Linked DNA regions of Macaca mulatta: region 2 is linked to region 1. A link is a contact called in public Hi-C data. All regions are on one chromosome and are shown on one strand. The core of a region is the stretch at or near the end of the contact, and the rest is flanking DNA. Distances in the headings are between cores, read along the strand shown. Region 1 holds the start of FNDC5 (fibronectin type III domain containing 5). Region 2 holds the start of S100PBP (S100P binding protein).

The links. Hi-C and Micro-C count contacts between places; a contact is called where the count stands out from the background.
Region 2: a contact with region 1 is called in a Hi-C map of fetal cortex germinal zone, with 4 times the contacts expected there. The contact joins the promoter of S100PBP here to the promoter of FNDC5 in region 1. A contact is called at or near these places in 5 of 14 Hi-C or Micro-C datasets (CD4 T cells, cortical neurons, fetal cortex germinal zone and 2 more).

Annotation. Positions count from the first base shown.
Region 1 is chr1:207,982,787-207,985,486 of T2T-MMU8v2.0, forward strand. FNDC5 (fibronectin type III domain containing 5) reads left to right here and starts at 1,352. Exons shown (of 6, transcript NM_001436077.1): 1 at 1,352-1,602. The coding sequence starts at 1,509.
Region 2 is chr1:208,038,688-208,041,387 of T2T-MMU8v2.0, forward strand. S100PBP (S100P binding protein) reads right to left here and starts at 1,279. Exons shown (of 7, transcript NM_001266754.1): 1 at 1,213-1,279. YARS1 (tyrosyl-tRNA synthetase 1) reads left to right here and starts at 1,528. Exons shown (of 14, transcript XM_028836407.2): 1 at 1,528-1,720.

The DNA.
Region 1 (2,700 bases), core at 102-2,601:
AGAGCCCCTAAGCTCGCTTCCATCTCACCCCTTCCAAGGTGACCAAGGAGGAACACAGGGCCAGCGAAGGAGTCCTGGGTGGGCATTAGGAGAGGAGGGTTGTCTATCGCTGCTCTTGACCCACTGTGTGAATTTTCACCAAGCTCTTCCCATCGCAAGACCCCACTTCCTTAATGTAAAACCAGGTGGATGGAGAGGTTTCTATGGCAGAACTTTGCAAGATGTCCCCTTTCCAAAGAAAATTAGCCCTTCCAGGGCTTCTTGAAAACCTTTAAGACCCAAAGGGAAGTCCCGCTAATGGTGGAATTTCGGATAGTCGTGGGAGGGGGCTCAGGGGTTCTTGTTGAGACAAAAAGGCCCTGAGCCCTGGTCCATGCCTCTCCTCCACTTTGTTTCTCTGGCTGGGATGAGGGAGGGGGGCTGCAGTCACTCCCCCTCTCAGAGATGCTCTTAGAGAGATCGCTGCAGACTCTTTTCTGGCTGGGGAGGAGCTGACCCCGGCCAATTCTAGAATCTCAGGAATCTCCGGATGGGTGAAGTCACTCTGGGTGGGGAGACAGTTCAGTTAAGCACAGCTTTGGGAGTCAGATCAGCCTGTGCTCAAATCCTGCTGTGGGTCCCTGGACAAGTCCCTGTCCAAGCTGCAGGATCCTCTTGTGCAAAGTGTGCACAGAGTATGACTTTACAGAGTTGCCCTGAGAATTAAGCCACATAATGCAAAGAAAGCTCAGCATAGTATCTGGCCCCTGGTAGACGCTCATTACTGCCCTCACTATGGGGATGAAAATGAAGGAAAAGGACTGGCCTGGCGTCACAGAGTTGAGTCCAGTGAGTCAGAGCAGCCTCTTCCCAACCCCACTGGAACACGAAGCCCTAGTGTCCACTTAGCACTCTTTGCTCAACCCAGCCTTACTGTGATCTCTCCCCTCTGCTCCCGTCTACCCCAGCTGCATAGGCCTCGGGTCTAGAGTGGAGTGAAGGGATCCCTAGGCCCAGGGATGGGAGGCGCGCTTTGGGGTGGCGGCTCAAACGGGCATCTCCGTGGCACTTGCCCTCCCTCTACCCTGGGAAAGGGCAGAAAGCGGCAGCCGAGTCAGGGCTGTGTGCAGGCGAGAGAGTGACCGCGGCGGGAGCGCGGAGAACCCAGCTGGGCTCCCGCTCGGTGAACGGGTGGGAGCCGCGGGTCCACGAAGCCCGTATCTCCCCGGTAGCGGACCGAATAGGCAGCGGGGGCGGGAGTGGGGGCGCCCTCCGGTCCTCACCCCGCCCCCGCGCCTCTCCCCGCAGCGGGGGCGCCCCGCCCCCCGGGCGCCCGACGTGGACGCGGCCGCCGCCACCGCCGCCGCGCGGGAGTTGCTGTCCGCGGAGCCGACATGCAGGCGGCGCGGGGCGGCGCGGGGCGGCCGGGGCGGCCGGGCCGCGGGCCGGAGCGCGAGCGCGAGCGGCCGCCGGGCGCCGGAGCCACGTCCCCCTGCGCCGCCCCGGGCCTGCCGGCCGGAGGAGCCACCATGCACCCCCGGCCGCCGAGCGCCTGGCCGCCCCGCGCCCGCGCCGCGCTCCGCCTGTGGCTGGGCTGCGTCTGCTTCGCGCTGGTGCAGGCGGGTAAGGGGGCCCGGGGCGGGGGACCGGCGGGCCGGCGCCGGGGCAGACTCCTCTACCTGGGAGTCCCCTGGTCCTTTCCCTGCCCCCTAGGGATCTCCTGTCTCGGCCGAAACACTGCTCCCCTAACCCAGCCCCCAGCATCTTCCCTACCTCCTTGACCCCCAGACCTGTCCTTCAGTTTCCTAACCTCCCCTGTCACCTCAGCCCTGGGCTTCTTAGGGTCTTGTGGTCCCCAGTCCCCTAATCCCATTCCCCTAGCCCCAGGTCTTTGCCTCAGCTTCCCTAGCTCCCTTCTTTGGCCCAGGGAGCAGCTGAGGACACCAGTTCTCCCACCTTGGGCCTCTCTCCGTGTCCCCAACATCTCTCAAAGCCCTGCTGGCCAACTCTGCAGGGGCAGATGGGGTCCCGCTGTACAGGAGCACGTGTGAAGGGGATGGGGGCTGGCACCTGAGGGCGCAGTGCAGAGCGTGGGGTGGGCCCCAGCACCCGAGCTGGTGCAGTGTCTGACCTGCCCCATGGGGCCGGCACGTCCTTGCCCAGCCTCTCCTACCACTCTGTCTTTGTCCCTCCTGGCTGCCGCTGCCCGGCTCATCTCTCCCTCCGTGGTTCGGGGCACGCTCTCTCGCATCTGTCTTTCTCAGATGCCCCACTTCTCTGTCCTCTGGTTCTGTGTCTGCCGCCACCTGTCTGTGTCCTGTCTCTCCACCTCCCTCTCCATGTCTGGCTCTGTCTCCCTCAGGTGCCAGGCCCAGCTCCCTGGGCCTCAAGTTCACTCTCTGTGGGGCGAGGGGTACTGCTGAGGCCCAGCTCTGCTCCATGCTGCACCTGCCCCTTGGAAGATAGAGGCTTGTGTGACTGCACTGCCCCTCTCCTGGATGGTTTTCCTCACTGACCCCCACTATTCTCATCACTCTCACCCCCACTTACCTCCTGTCTCTTGGAGTGATTCCTCATTGATCCTCTTCCCCTACCTGTTCTCTCCTCTCCACTCGCCATGGAGGGTCACTGCTCTGAGTGACCCCATCTTCTCCTGCCACCTCTCACCTGCCTCTTGGGGCTGGAAGGGAGTGGAGAAGAGGCTCACACAGACTTCCCCAG
Region 2 (2,700 bases), core at 29-2,528, 56 kb after region 1:
CAATGGACAAGACCTCCCGCTGGCCTTTGATTTCCAACCTTTCCCAAATGCAATACATGGGAAGCACACAGCACAAAACGCACTCAGCAAGCTTTGTTATCACTCCATAAAATACACACAACATTTACAAAAAATCAAAATGAACTCAAATTATCTGTAACAGTTTTGCAAATTCCTTCGAAGTAACTAAAAACACCGCAGGACGGAAAAAACAACCCAGGGCTGCAAATCTTTGCTTTAGGTAACATTTCACTAGATGAGAGTGCCAGGATTCTCCTCCCACATGGGCACAGAAAACAGATTTGCTAAGCTGCAGCAACAGGTTTCTTTAAAAAAAAAAATGTGCTTTAAAACACTTCAGGCAGGTCTGCTAGAGCTTGGAGTCCCTAACGAATACACAAAACACTGGAGATCAGGTTAGGGCAGGCGGTGGGCAATTCAACCACTTCTAGGACCTTTCCAGGACCCACCGAGGTGCTGCTTTCCCTCTTGCCCTAGAAGTAACTGGTGACGCCGTCTCCAGCCCTTGAGGACCCGGAGAAAGGATGGCCCAGGCCCAACCTTTGGAGGATACTGCCTTGGCTCTCTCTCACAAATGCAACGGCCCGGGACGGTGTCGCCCTCCAGGAAGGCCCTTTGCATCTCCCTCCTCCGGAGACACCGCGAATTCCCGCCTCCCGGCGGAAAGCGGGAGAAGCGAGGGTTTTCTCCCCGCCCCTCCCCCAGTAGGGGCACACCCGCCCCCCTCAGCAGGCCTGGGCTTTGCGCTCCTCTCCCGGGAACCACCGTCCTCAGATCTCCCCGGGGAGTGGGCCGTCCTCTTCCTGCCCCCACCCGCGAGACGCGGCAGAAAAGCCCGCGGCTATCTTCCCGCCAGCAACAGCCTCCCGCCGAGCCGGTCGGGACAGAGGCGGCCCCCACCCCCACTGGGCAGGGACTGCAGACGGCGCTCCCCGACTCTCAGACGACCAGGGAGCTTCCCTTTTCCTCAGCGGGGTGAGGGGCATCTGTCGCCTGCCGACTTGGAGGTGGGGGGCAGGGACATTCCCTCGCCATCACCTCAGGAGCTAGAATGCTTCTCGCCGCAGGGCGTGGGCCTCCCAATCCCTCCAAGGGGCGGACGGCGTGCGCAACCCCCTGGAGAAGCAACAGGCGCCCCCATCCCCCTCCAAGCCGGGTAACGCCGACCCCCTTTTCCCTCCCGCTCTTCACCTCCGGAAGCCGGGCCAAAGCCTGGGCGAACGACTGCGCCTCACTCCGCCCCCTGCGCCATTTTATCGCCCCCTCCCCGACCTCCCCCACCCCGAGTCAGCCGGGCCAACGCCAGGGGGAGGGCAAACCAGCAGTGATTGGCAGGAAACCGTCCCGCCTCTAGGAGGGTTGTGCCCCGCGCAGGCGCTTCAGCCCCGCCCTCCGCACCGCCTACCGTGCCCGCCGGCTCCACCTTTTCCCGTCTCATCGACCTGCTCGACTCTCCGCTGCTCCTCACTTTTTCCAGCTACTGCCGGGCGGGGAGGGGTCCAGGCCGAGCAAGCGGAGCGCCGAGCCCAGCTGATGCAACCTGGCTGGACTCGCGTGACAGTTCCCGGTACGCGGCGGCGACGGTGACCCAGGAAGGGGCTCTGGTGCCGGGCTGAGCAGGGGAAGCAGGGGTAGCGGAGCCATGGGGGACGCTCCCAGCCCTGAAGAGAAACTGCACCTTATCACCCGGAACCTGCAGGTCAGGCCTGGGGGTCGGAAATGCGCCGTTGGGGACTAGGAGCCCGAGGTTCAGTGATTTTGAGCCCCATTACGGGGTTCTAAGTATGTGGGGCCGGGGTCTCGGCGCTGGGGCAGCTCTGAGAAAGGCTGTAGATCTCACTGCTGGTCGGTCAGTCAATCAAGCAGCCCTTACCTGGGTTCCACAGAAAGCACAGCGGGCTCATCTCTTCCGTCCAGTTACCTTGTGTTGGAGCCAAGCTTTGAATCCAGGACTCCCACTCCACCACCCTATTAAGTGCCAGACCTGGAGCTTAGTCGCTGGGGATACGTCAAGCCAGAGCTTGTCTGAAGGGGATCAGACGTTAAAAATGACCCATTACGGTTCAAGTAAGTACTGGAAGATGCTATACTGGGAGCTTTAAAAGGAAAAAGAGAAGGGAAGCCTTCCCTGAGGAAGTGACCTCTAAACTGCGCCTTGAAGATAGTGGATCCCCCCTCCTCATATGTTCCGATTGTTACCAAGAAATACGGGAGTAGAAGTTAACCAGAGGAAGAATGGAAGAATGACGAGGGAGAGCATTTCAGATGGAGGGAACAGAAATTGTGGCTAATTTAGCTGGAGTGGAGTGAGCAAAGTTATGCGGAAGTACTTAAATATTTGTGTTGCTTATTCCCTTAACTTTTTCAGGCTTCTATTGTCACCTTATCAGGGAGGCATGATTTCCGACCACTTTATTTAAATAACAAACCCTCTGGCACCAGAACTGCCCCATCCCTTGCTCTGCCTTTTTTTTTCTGTTGTTATTTCTACATGCTATACATTTTATTTGTTTATTTGTTTAGGAGAGGTAGGCAGGGTCCAAGTCACGGGCGCCTTGCAGGCCTTATTCTGTTCAATTTTAAATTGTGCTTTCTTCAAAGAGCAGTTGATACATCACTTGGGCCACAGCCTGCTCTGTTTTTTCTTTTTTGAGATGTAATTCACATACTATAAAATTC